Regions from separate parts of the Hordeum vulgare genome. Here region 1 is linked to region 2. The links are chromatin contacts, called in public Hi-C maps. All regions are on one chromosome and are shown on one strand. Each heading gives the region's core, a stretch centred on a gene start, on an enhancer-like site or on the middle of the called end of the contact. The rest is flanking DNA. Distances are from core to core; before and after follow the strand shown.

What was found. A called contact is a pair of places that touch in the nucleus more often than the background predicts.
Region 1: a Hi-C map of seedling shows a contact between it and region 2, with 4 times the contacts expected there. The contact joins the promoter of LOC123409324 here to the enhancer-like site in region 2. A contact is called at or near these places in 1 of 6 Hi-C or Micro-C datasets (seedling) and 1 of 1 datasets of contacts at active chromatin or transcription factors (embryo).

Annotation. Positions count from the first base shown.
Region 1 is chr7H:398,292,449-398,298,868 of MorexV3_pseudomolecules_assembly, forward strand. It overlaps LOC123409324, which reads left to right and starts at 3,952. Exons shown (of 11, transcript XM_045102258.1): 1 at 3,952-4,302; 2 at 4,386-4,459; 3 at 5,902-5,969. The coding sequence starts at 3,967.
Region 2 is chr7H:398,113,140-398,120,498 of MorexV3_pseudomolecules_assembly, forward strand. No RefSeq gene overlaps it. Among protein-coding and RNA genes, the nearest start is that of LOC123409324, 180 kb to the right of the region's middle. Within about 2 kb of position 4,317, at least 3 of the 3 cell types and tissues checked have open chromatin away from gene starts, as enhancers often do. A contact at or near this core is called in seedling, where this site is marked.

The DNA.
Region 1 (6,420 bases), core at 2,702-5,201, 180 kb after region 2:
CACACAGTTACTTGACCATGTTATTGGGAACATTCATGAATAAATGTTAGGCGGGTGGATTCCCGCGTGGATGTGTCGATGATTTAATTATAATGTTAATGGATTTGGGTATTTGATCTGGGTTGGTCGGAAACCTTATTTGCATTAACCGTCTACGTGCGAGAAGTTATGGGTACTCGACGTCATGGTATCAGCTTAATCTCTTCAGACGTCAGCAATGGAGCGGCACGGGCCCGGGTGGTCTGGATTATCACCGTTCTTGTATAAGAGGTGCCAGGACTGACATCAGTCGCCCTCGCATCGTGCATGAGTGCAAAGGGTGATGGGCCCATGACCCGTGCGTGCTTAGGATTTAGACCGACGGGCTGGCCTCTTTGTTGAGTCTAGGTGGGGCTGCGACGTGTCAATGTTCCGAGGCCGGGAATGACTCAGGAAAGTGTGTCCGGCCAAATATTGTCGAGCGTGACAGGGAATATGTGGTGCACCCCTGCAGGGATGAAAACTTATCCATTCGAATAGCCGTGTCCACGGTTACAGGACGACTTGGAGTTGTGCCCTGATCTTATACAACTACAACTGTTACTTGACTGGAATGTTTGCTCCGGGATTGCTTCCTCTCAGGGAGTCGAGGAAGAATCTCTGGGCGTGACTTTAATTAATATTGCTGCAACAATATGACTATTATTTATGTTACCTGTTCTACTCTTGTCTATTGCTGCAAGACCCCTGACGATGATAGTCTTCGATAGGACTAGGCCTTCTCTCTCTATTCTCGCATTGCTGCAGTCAGTTCACATATAACCCCCTTCCTTTGATACTGATGCACACTTAGCATAGTTCTGATGTCAGTGTTGCGAGTACTTTGGATGAGTACTCATTGTTGCTTTGCTCCCTCCTTTTCCCCTTGATCTGTTGTTGCGACCAGATGATGGAGCCCAGGAGATGGTGTATCCCGCCGCCGACGACTGCTACCCCCATGGTGCCTACTACTACGTGCAGGTCGTTGAAGACCAAGAGTAGTTAGGAGGCTCCCAGGCAGGAGGCCTCGCCTCATTCGATCGTTGTATCTTTTGTGCGAGCCTTCTTTAAGGCACCTCATGTTATACGTCTACTCAGATTTTTGTTGCTTCCGCTGACTTGTGTGTTTATCAAGCTTCTGTATTCTAGCCCTCGAGGCCCCTGGCTTGTAATATGAAGCTTGTATGTTTTATTTGTGTCTAGACTTGTGTTGTGATATCTTCACATGAGTCCTTGAGCTTGGTCGTATGCATTTGCGTGTATGATTAGCGTACGATCAAATTGAGGGCGTCACAGGAGGAACGCGGCGGACGCAAGGGACGAAGCAGTGGCCGCCGTGGCCATAACTGTCGTAGCAGCGGGAGGATAACGCTGCAACTGCTGCACGCATTGCGGAGGCAACAAGGGAGGCACTATTGTACCTAGGGTAAAACCCTGGATAGCATAGACTCGTCTGCATTCTCTAGGATGGCATTGCTAGAGTCGCCCCCATGCATCGGCGACTCAGTTGATCCCCGGCTTCCACATCACCAGCAAGCCTCCCGCCTCTCCGGGGAATGCTCGCCGGAGGTGAGCGTGTTGGCGCCATCCACACCCGCGCCCATCGACCTTAGCGCCATACGGTTGCCGGTGGCTCGTCATCCGATGGGCCGAGGAAACACGTGCGTGAGATGTGAGCCGACATGCTCTCCATAGCCCGCAACCTGTTCGACAGAATGCCAACAGCCGTCCACGACGAGAGGGCCAACCGCTTCATGCGGATCATCATCTTTGAGGGTGCTGCAGCGGCCGAAGGTGGTGCTGCCGCGGCTGCGGCTGGCTACAATCCCAAAGAGATCCAAAGCCAGGACGGGCGAGGCATGCCGTTCACGCCGTCAGCCTATGACCAAGCTGGCATGCATCCCACCTTCATGCAAGATCAGGTCGGTCTCGACCTGGATGGCTTCCCGCTCGACCACGTGTTTTCTGGATGACTATGACCTCGAGGAAGAGGATGAGGTGGATATCGACGGGGAGCCTTTGTTCAAGGACGAGCTCGCGAACCAAGCCGACGGGGTGCAGCCCAAGCGAAAGAGTAGGCGAACGAAGGGATACACAACGGTCGAGGACAAGCTTCTTTGTGAGTGTTGGTGGGACATTGAGCACGACCCCAAGGTCGGCGCCGAACAAAAGGCATCAACCTTTTGGATTCTTGTCCATAGTGAGTTTCACGAATGCAAGAAGTGTCCAATGAGTGATATCTATGACGGAGAGCGCCATCCTTTTTGTATGCCGGCAAGTGTGCTGGCATGACCACGACAGTGATGGCATGGTCGAACTCCCGCCCCTTTTTTTGTGCTCGCATGTGTGTCGGCCGCTGGCAAGTGTGTCAGGATGAACTGTGTGATGTTTTCTAAAGCTGGCATTGTATGCTGGCTGCTGGCATGATGTCGTCATGAACTTTGGACGACGACCCTTTGCAAATGTGTGCGCGGACATAAATAGGTTGCGGGCGTTGTACGCATTGCCGATCCAAATCTTAAATAGGATGGACGTCGAATGGGCGACCGACCCAAACGGACAAAAAACGGATAAAAGCGGCGTCCGTTCGGGTCTGCGCGTTGGAGTTGCTCTAGTTACGTATAAAAAAGGACAAGCAAACATGTGTGCAAACCGATGCGAGATGTTGCATGACAAATTAGGCGGCTGCTACAAATTAGTAGGCTGGTCTTAGGAAAAGATCAACCGCTCGACTAGCCGTTCGATCTATTGCGTGTAGCCGCTCGATCTCATGCTCACAGGAATGCAACGCCTGCATCTTCCTCCTTTCACAACATCCCTAGCAGCCCGATGATGCTCCTTGAAGCACCCTGAGGGCGCGGCGTGGCTCCACTGAAACACCAATGGCTCAGGAATGCTTCATCGCAACACCGGCAACCCCCCGGCGATGCTCCATTGAAGCACCGACAGCTCCCGATGATGCTTCACCGCAACACCGGTGCCCCGGCGATGCTCCATTGAAGCACCATTGTTGCAGCACCGTCTTCGTCGAGCAGGCCATGGATGCTGCATTGCAGCACCGTCGCCGATGAGCAGCCCATGGATGCTCTATTGAGCTTCATCGCCAATCGCCCCTCGATTCCAACTATGGATATTGTGTTGCGATGCACTGTCTCGGCAGCGACGACGACGACACTCGATTCAACGGAGAAAAAGGGGAGGCCGGGCTGCGGGGAGGCGAAAGGCAAACGACCTGGTCCGTGGCCGCGCCACATCTTGACGAGAGCGGGGAAGGGAAAGGGAGATGACGGGGTCCGACGGCCGCGTCACATCTTGATGGGAGTGTGCGAATGAAAGGGGGAAAGGGGTTGGCTCGATCTAGAAGAAGGGCCGAGTGGAGGGATAAGATGATAACAACAGGGTAGGGGTCCCGGGACCACCGGCCAACGTATCGCGCGAGCGATCCAACATATTTCTTTAAGAAATCAGTCGATTGAATCTAAACATTTTTCGACAAATTACGTCCGAACAACTATGTATCAACACGTGATTTGAGGTACGGCATCGACCCCACCCACGGTAGTCTACCCAGTCGACTTAGAGCAAGTACAATAGAGCTGAGTCAGCTGGCTATAAGGAATAAAGTAATATATTTTTGTTTAGTTAGAGAAAAGAGAAGAGGAGAGAGAAGGTAAGCGGGCTCTTAGCTAAGAGCCAGCTCTACCACGTGCTCCTAGGCATTTTGTGAATATAAAAGGTGAACCATATAATAAAGAAGTAGTACACTTTTGCAATGAACTATTATACATGAGTAAGCTATAGATGACATGTCAATGGTTTATAGCGAGCAATTGGCTATACTACTTGCTCTTATGCTGGATGCCCTCCCGGATCATGTGCCGACATCCATGGTCGATCGGAGGGATGCTAGCCTAGCCGAGCACGAGACCTGATAGGCACGTCGGTAAAATGGGCAGAGCTCACGCTCACGGGGATCCACAACCTCCACGCATTCCCCCCTCTCTCTCTTCCTCGTTCGCTTGCTGGGCCCCACTTCCCCTCCACGCGGTACGCGGTCCGTCGCAACCCCCATACCTTTCCGTTCCGCCGGCCCATCGCCCGTCGCCTCCTCGCGCACCCAGCCGAGGAGACTGCCATCATGGCGGCCGCCTCAGGCTCAGTCGAAGAGGAAGGAGGACTGAGGGCGGAGGAGTCCCCGTCCGGCGGCGTCGACGTCTGGAGCGACGCCGTCTCCTCCCATGCCCCGGAACACCTCCTCGTCATGGTCCACGGCATCCTCGGCAGGTGCGTGCGCCGTCCCCCTCGACCGCGTGTTTTTTGCGCCCAGTGTCGGTTCACGAATTTGATCCAACATCTCGTGCTCGTAGCTAGGCTACAAATCTGTTTCGCCCGGCGGCGGCGTGGCGCCGGCGCGGAATGGACCAGTGACGGAATGGAATCCGTAAGTAATGCGGGGCATTGCCTGTGCCGTCGGGCATGCTAAGTTGGTAAACATGGGATTCGGCGGAGTCAGTTGCGGCTCAACCACCACTTACTGCAAAACAAGAACTACTCTACTAGTTACTGCGATTTGTCAAATTGGAGGGCAAGCGTGTGGTGATGCCCTTTGAGTTGTATTGTTCAGTGCTTTTCGGTCAAATCAGAGTATGATGCGGCATGTTCGGTTGAGTTTGTTCAAGCACCTGATGATCTGTTTGGAGTAGGAAGGATGGTGCCAAATTATCTTTGTTCCTTTAGGATTTTACCCGACAACACGGTTTGTTACTGAAAGAAGAAGGCTCAGTATAGCCCTATGCTCGATGATCTGCCAATAGAAAAGATCAGTATCCACCCATTCAGCTCAGTCAATCACCTGCTGTTTGTTCGTTATGCTAGGCCACACCTCTGACTCTTCATGGCCAGCTTGCGCTCGGCATTGTTCAAGGAATTAAAATACTAAGAGGGTGCTTGGATACGTTTTAGTCCCATGACTAAAAGTAGTGAGACTAAAACTTGCTAGCCTCACCCATGCTTGGATCCAAATACTAAAGAGACTAAAATCAAGTTAATGAGCATTTATTATCTTCCAAACCCTCCAATTCAGAACTTGCCTGAGGAGTTAAATGAGGAGAGAGAGGACTAATGCACATTTTAGTAGGGGTACCCCTGACTAAAAGATTTTAGCCTCAAGACTAGTTTTAGTCTCTCTTTAGTCAGGGGTGCTTGGAACTTTAGCCTCTTAAAGAGACTAGTTTTAGTCAGACTAGTTTTAGTCCCTTGGATCCAAGCACCCTCTAACAAGTTTGAAGTTACCGCTATCGCTTATTGGAATTGTTCTTTAACCCTTGGAACAGCCAAGTAAACGCTACTAGGTTACAAATAAGATTGTTTGCATGCTCTGTTGAGACGAAGTCCAGTTCTTAGTTACAGCTGGTCGTTGATCTTTTCATTTCTCAAAAATGGCATCTAGCTGTGCTTCCTTAAGTGCTTGCTGTTCAAGTGTATATGTGGATTGCCTAGCCCTTTCCATCAGTTCGGACTTTTGGTTGCGTTGGCTAGTGCATGAAGCTTAACATGGTATCACGGTCTAAGGTCTTGAGTTAAGTCCTGGCTTTCGCAGTTTATTCAAAATTGCTGCCGCCCCCTATCTGTCCATGTATAGGCCCCTTGAGCCATACCTCTGAGTTTGTCCACGTGTTGACTTTCCGCTTTACACGTGAGAGGGGGTGTTCAAGTGTATATGTGGATTGCCTAGCCCTTTCCATCAGTTCGGACTTTTGGTTGCGTTGGCTAGTGCATGAAGCTTAACACTTGCCAAGTTTGTGTTTTCATTTCTGAACTCATAACCCCTTCTGCTAAGATCTTCTCTTATTGATCTGTATGTTTATCTTTTCCTTTGAGCAGTACCAATGACTGGCAATACGCAGCCAACGAATTTGTAAAGCAGCTTCCTGATGATGTAATTGTGCACTGTAAGTTACTGGATTTTGTGCTTTAACCAACTACACAAGCTAGTTTGCCTAATTTTCGTGCTTTATTTTTTAAAATTGTCCATGCCACTCTATAATTAATTTGATAATAATCAATAAAAATGTATGTCTGTTTGACAAAAAGTAAATAAGAGACCATTGGGCATTTTGTTCATCATTTTCTTTAACATGCCTAAAACTTAATTGAAACCGCCTTTTTATATTGACGAGTATATCTCAATTTTTTCTTGACATGTGACTGTCACAATGATGTTTAGTCGTAGATCTGTTAGCGTTGCTCCGTTCTGAACTATGGATAAGGATACTAGGATACTTACCCAGAAATGGTTTAACATAATGTTAGTTGGTAAGCTGTGTGCGCGTGCACATGTGTCATGTGTGTATCTGAATATTAATTAGTAGTCAATTACTGGGATGTTCTTGACAAGGCTGC
Region 2 (7,359 bases), core at 3,067-5,566:
TGTTGTCTTGTCTTGCTTCTATCTTTTGATCTGTAGCTCTTTTGAGGTTGGTGCAATGGAGTTAGTTGTAGCCCTTGTGTTTCTCTAGCATGCTGTGAATTTTCATGCCATTTGGAGTCATGTAGCTATTGGTTTTGCTTCTGTAAATATGGCTTCAGATCGAAAACTGCACTTTCATGAGGTGCAATTTTCACTAAGTCTGAAATAGTGTGTGAGATGCTATGTTGTGACTTCTTTCCCTAGTGATCCATGATGCCATGCTAGTTGTTGTTAGTTGTTTGTAGTAGTGGTTCTTGCCCACTTTCGTGTCATGCCTTGTTTGAGCATATCGGAGTTGTTAGCTCGTAGTTGTGGGGTGTAGAAAATGCTATGTGGCTGACTTTGGCAGATTGTAGTGATTTCTCGTATTGCTCGTAGATGTTGAAACGTAGCTCCGATTTGGTCGTGTCCTATATGAAACCTTCTTAGAATCTCATGAAGTTTAATTTTCTCTTGTTGGTTGTATGTTTTGAAGTGCTCGTGAACGTCGTTGCGCACATATTGCATTCATGTCATCATATCTTGCGGTGCTTGTATCTTTTGAACCGTAGCTCCGTTGGAGTTGATCTCTATGTGTAGATTGCTTGTCTTGACGCGTAGAATCCCGTGAACCTATTTGGTTTGCTGTTTAATAACTAATTAAATGTGTTAATTCAGATCTGGACAGAATTGTAAATTAACATCTGAGGTCGTCTCGGAGATGCTATATGTCATTTCCGACCTCGTTTAAAATGTCTAGATAGGTAGTTTAATTTCTGCTTCACCTCTTGCCATGTTTAACCACATTTAATATTGTCGTGTGCCTAATCGGGATAGAACTAAATAAATAAACGTGGAGTTTCGTCAATATGCAACTTGTTGCATATTGAACTTCACTTAAGGTGTAGTGTTTGTTTGTGTGAATTGACATGCCGTGACTTGCATGTATTCAGCTGCTCATGCATCATATGTGTTTTGCACCGCGTGTTGAATTTCGTGTGTTGATGCTTGTTTCCGGTTTTCCCCGTCTCGATAGAGTTCCGCAAGCGTGTCGGATGTGAGGACTCGTTCGACTACGTCGGTTCGTCTGCTTCACGGAGTCATTCTACTTCCAAGCAGGATCTCAGGCAAGATGACTATTTCCCCAGATACCATTACTATCATTGCCATGCTCGTTTATCGCTTCTATCGATTATGTCTCGTTGCCTACCACATGTTAAATATCATCCTCTCAACAATGCCATGAAAACCTTCAACCTGTTCGACCTAGCAAACCACTGATTGGCTATGTTACTGCTTGCTTAACCCTGTGTTAGCGTTGCTAGTTGCAGGTGCAGCAGCTTCCATGTGAAAAACATGGGTTCCTTGTCATATATACTTGGTAAAGGGTGGAAGGCTCGGCCTTTCTAGCCTGGTGTTTTGTTGCACCTTTGCCCCCTTAGTTTCGGCTACCGGTGTTATGTTCCATAAACGAGAGCTCCTAACACGATTGGGGTTGTTATGGGAACCCCCTTGATAATTCGTTTTAGATTAAAGCTGGTCTGGCAAGGCCCAACTTTGGTTCTACATTTGCCCAACATAATAATTTTGATAACACTGAAATGCATAGGGAGTTAGCGCTACCCGAGGAGTAATTTTACATAAACAGGGGGGAGTGCTGATGGTGTTGGTCCCAAAAGGACAGACTGCGGGGCCACCATGGGGCAACTCGAGGTTTGGTACCTGTAGGCTTTTCCATCCGTCGTGTCCTGAGAACGAGATACGCGGCTCCTATCGGGTTCGTCGACACATCGGGCGGCCTTGCTGAATTACTTTTCCACTAGGGACTTTGACGAGATATCTTGTGCATGGGGATTCTGGTGATGCTTTGGGTAATCTCAGAGTTCAGGTTTTCCACTAGGGAATCCAACGAGATCCCGAGCTTCGTGATTGAGGATTTCTATGTGGCTTGTGGTAATTTGTGATGGACTAGTTGGAGCACCCCTGCAGGGTTAAATCTTTCGGAAAGCCGTGCCCGCGGTTATGTGGCAACGTGGATGCTTTGTTTAACACTGGTTCTAGATAACTTGAAGTCAACTTAATTAAAATATGCCAACTGTGTGTGTAACCGTGACTGTCTCTTTCATGAGTTCCTTCTCCGATCGAGGACACGGTGGGGTTATGTCTGACGTAGGTAGGTGTTCAGTATCATTCATTTGATCATTCGTAGTTCACGTCCGTTATGCGTAGATCTTCCCCCTCTTATTCTTGTACTCGTAAGTTAGCCACCAAATATATGCTTAGCCGCTGCTGCAACCTCACCACTTAACCATACCTCACCTATTAAGCTTTGCTAGTCTTGATACCTTTGCAAATGAGATTGCTGAGTCCCCTGTGGCTCACAGATTACTACAACGCCAGTTGCAGGTACAGGTAAAGGTTACTTGACGCGAGCGCGTTGATTGTTCATTTGGAGTTGCTTCTTATTCTTCTTCTTCGTCGATCTAGGATGGGTTCCAGGCCGGCAGCCTGGGATAGCAAGGATGGACGTCGTTCTTCTTTTGTCGTTTGTTTTCGTCCGTAGTCGGACCCTGCTCTTACTCTTGATGTTTATGTAATGTACTGTTGTGACTCTGATGTAGCTTGTGACGAGTGTAAGACAATTATATATATATATATATATATATCTTCTTTTCAGTACATGTACTTGTAACTATATCCATACTTGCGACACGACGAGATGCGCTTCTATCCCTGACGAGGCTTTCGTGCCAAATTGAGGATAGGGTCGCATCTTGGGTGTGACATAGAGGCTTTTCATCGCAATGTTGGGAGGCTTGACATAATAGGTGGTCGTCAACGAGACATAGCGATAGAAACGAGACAACTAGCGTAGCAATGATAGACGAGATCATCTTGCCCGAGATCTCGCTTGGAAGAAGAATGTATCCATGAAGTAGACGAACCAACGTAGTCCAACGAATCCTCACACTCCAAAGCGGTTTGGAACTCTGTCGAGAAGAAATAATCTGAAAACAAACAATCAACACATTATAAACACCACAACATATGCATGACATTCGAACGAATCCTCATACTCCCAAGCGGTTCGGAACTCTACCGAGAAGAAATAGGCTGAAAACAATCAATCAACACATGATAAACACCACAACATATGCATGACATGATGCAAAACACATATGATGCATGTTCGGTTTAGTTATGCAAGGCATGACACTCACAACAATCAAATACTACACATTCAGTGAAGCTCAATATACAACAAGATGCATATTGATGAAACTCCACATTTTGATTACTTAGTTCACTCTCGTATAGCTACACGACCGTGTTAAATGTTGTTAAACATGTCAAGAGGTGAACCATAAATAAACTACACTATCTAGGCATTTCAAATGAGGTCGGAAACAACATATAGCATTTTCGAATGACCCCATATGTTAATTTTGAAATTGGTCCAGATCTGAACTAAAGATGTTTTATATCTATTAAACATCAAAATAAAGTGGTCCATGTGATTCTAAACTTCATTCTAGTTGATTTACATATATATATCATTTAAAACGAAGATAAGGTCTAAAAGATATGATCCTCACAAGATAATATGTCATGAATCCAAAATGTATGCAAATAACAGCCACAAGCATGTTTTCTTGGATGCAAAAAGATATTCCAAAACTATATGAAATTCTAGGCAAGTTAAATAAGGCCGGAATAACGAATAACAATTCCGTAAAGTCCCCATATGCAAATTAAGTTTTTTGTATTTTTCTGCCTCTAACAGAATTTTAGAGTTGTTAAACATTAAAATAAATGCCACCATGTTATTCTACATATTTTTCTAGTCAAGTTACATAAGTGTATCATTTTAATCAGAGCTATGGTTAATTAGTTATGAATTCAATCGTTTTAACATGTCATTTATGCAAATTAAATGAAAACATCAAGTTAAATATTTTAAACATGCATGAAAGTTGAAAATTATTAATCTACACAAAATTCTACATATTTTACATATCTAAATTATTCTAATCGGATGTAGAGTTTTCAATCATGCATTTTTTTGTAATTAAAAATGCATTGGCTAATTGACAAATTTGCAAAGATGAAAAAGGTCAACGGGCCAAATCTGCTACTACTCGGCAAACGATCTGGGCGTCATATAACAATACAGCGCACGCGGCACAGAATAACGTGGCCGGGCAGAACTCACTTTGGGTCAGGCCTTAGGGAGTGGAGCAAGCTCGCGAGCAAGGGGAAGTTGGCTCACCTAGTGGGCCTTGGACCGAGCTCGGTGGCGAGACAGGCCGATGCGAGGGGAGGCGTCATTGGCCTTGGGTGGCGCGACCCAAATAAGCGCATGTAGGGGCGAGGCGAGCGTCGTCTCCCCCGCGTGTGCTGTAGGGAAGCAACCATGGCGGCGGGTGCAAGGCAGCGCGACAGCAGGGCAGCTCGGCGAGGTCGTGGAGCACGGGAATGGGAAGATCCGGTTGTGGCTCACTGGATCTGGCTGGCCCGCGGTTGGGGACGACGGAGACCTGCGGCAACGGGCAGTTGGGCGCGACGAGGAGCCCGGGGCGGCCATGAGGGAAGTGGGGGCGGGGTGATGGGCGGCGGCTCGGCTCGTCTGGCTGCGCGGGCGCAGGCGGAATGGCGGGAGCCAGCGACCTGGCAGCTGGGCGAGGCCATGGCTGCAAGCGCAGCCAACAGCGGTGCACAGCGGGACGAGCGCTCATGGGAGGCTGGCGGCTATGGTCGCCCGGACATGTCCGGGTTGGCCGCGGATAATGTCCGTGGTGGGTTTTTGGGTGATTTTGGGCAATTTGATGGGATCCTATGGTCCAAATTATGCGGGGTAGGATTTCGGGGGAGAGAGGTTTGGAGGGCTAGATGGGGTGGCTGCAAATTTGTTTAGGGAGAACCCTAGTGGAGTTAGAGCCTCTCTCGACAAGGTGGGTTAATATAGAGAATGGTCTACGGGGGGTTGGACCTCGTCTGTCCGATCGCGATCCAAAGGCCACGAACGGAGGGATGGGCTAGGTGGGTCTAGTGGGATGTGCAGATGGGCTTGGTGGGGATGAGAGGGAAGGTTGTGGCCCATGGAAAAGTTCTTAAACACTGTAAACGTCTGACAATTTGACTAGTTATAGTGTCGCTATATATTTAACGGTTCGAGTATCAAACGAACTCCGATAGCAATGAAATTTGGCAGACGGCCTACCTACACTATAATAAGACCGCGCACCAAATTTCAACCCAATCCGAGAATGTTTTAGATGAAATTTTAAAAATAATTATTTAATTATGTCGTGGGTGCGTGCGTGTGCGGTTGGTGTCGAAACGGTTAACGACAAAACGGAGAGAACCGACAGCTAACAACGGATGCAAGTTTTGAAAAATATGATACAACGTTTTGCAGATGCAATACGGACGATACGCATGATGCGATGATGAATGCAACAACCAAATAAATCACATGGCGACAATGAAATAAAAGGGTAATCTTCTCGAGCGTCGCTTCCGGGCTCATACAAAAGTGCTATTGAAATTGGCCATAATCCCGTGCAACATTCTTGAACTAGAGATATTCAAGTTAGACATCGTTTCATTCCTGATTATGTTGGTAAAGGAGATATTGATATCAAGCATCTTCATATCGAAAAACAATTGGCCGATATCTTTACCAATCCACTTGATGAGAAAGTGTTTTGTCACTTGAGGAGTGAGTTGAAAATCATTGATGCTTCAAACTTGAGCTAGACTCACTCAGCTGCATGTAAGGGCATGAGCTTACTTGATTACTCTATGATGCAGTTGATATTTCAATATGTTATATCTTGGAAAACTATGCTCCCTTGTATTGCATCTAACCTTTTGTAGGTACTTGGAAGAACCACACTTCACAAGATTGCCATCTACTCACATCAAAAGAAATATTGTCATGGCCAAGTATCAACAACCCCTCCTTAGGAGATGGAGGAAGAAGATAACAAAATCATATCCTTGAAAACTATTTTATGAATAAATTCACTCTTGTCATTTGGGTATATTATGTTCTTCCTTGCATGACTAACCTATATAGGTTAAAACCGAACCAAAATAACAAGGATAGCTCCCAACTCAACATGGTCTTCATCAACATTGAGCATCTACAACAAGTTCACCTACATGCCACGTCATGAACATCATTCGAAGGTATGTACTCATATCCTTGATAGAGCTTTACACCAAGTCACGAGGTAAAGCAACACAAGTGCTATGAAGACATTAAAATGCTTAACGAAAAATGGTAACCTCATTTTGCGCTTAATGATGAGCTGTAATGCCCAAGATGCGGTCATATCCTTATTTTGGCGCGAGTGCCTCGACAGGGATAGAAATGCATCTCGTCGTTTCGCAAGAATGGACATCGTTACAAGTACATGTACTGAAAAGATGAGTATAAGGAGTTGGCTTACACTCGCCACAAGCTACATCAGAGTCACATCAATGCAACAACATAATCAGTCATCATGAAGAAGAGGAGGGTCTGACTACGGACGAAAACAAACGATAAAAGAACGACATCCATCCTGCTATCCCAGGCTGCCTGCCAGAACCCTTCCTAGATCGAAGAAGAAGAAGAAGAAGAACTACAAAAGCACAATCATCACGCTCACGTCAAAGTATCACTTTACCTATACCTGCAATTGGTGTTGTAGTAATCTGTGAGCCACATGGACTCAGCAATCTCATTTCCAAAGGTATCAAGAGTAGCAAAGCTTAATGGGTGAGGTATGGTTAAGTGGTGAGGCTGCAGCACCAGACTAAACATTTATTTGAGATGCCTAACTTACGAGTGCAAGAACAAAAGAGGGGGAAGATCTACGCATAGCGTACGTGAGCTACTCATGATCAAATGAATGATCCTGAACACCTACTTATGTCAAACATAACCCCACTGGGTCCTCGATCGAAGAAGGATCTCACGAAAGAGACAATCACGGTTACGCACTCAGTTGGTAAGTTTTAATTAAGTTTACTTCAGGTTGTCTAGAACCGGATGATAAACAAAGTTTCCACGTTGCCACATAATCGCGGGCATGGCTTTCTGAAATATCTAACCCTGCACGGGTTCTCCAACTAGTCCATCACAAATTACCACAAGCCGCATAGAAAACCTCAATCACAAAACTCGTGATCTCCTCGGATTCCTTAGTGGAAAACCTCAACTCTGAGATAGTCCAAAGCATCACCGGAATCGCGATGCACAAGATATTTTTTCAAAGGTAAAACTAATCTAGCAAGGCCGCCCGACGTGTCGACGATCCCGATAGGAGCATCGTATCTCGTTCGCATGAC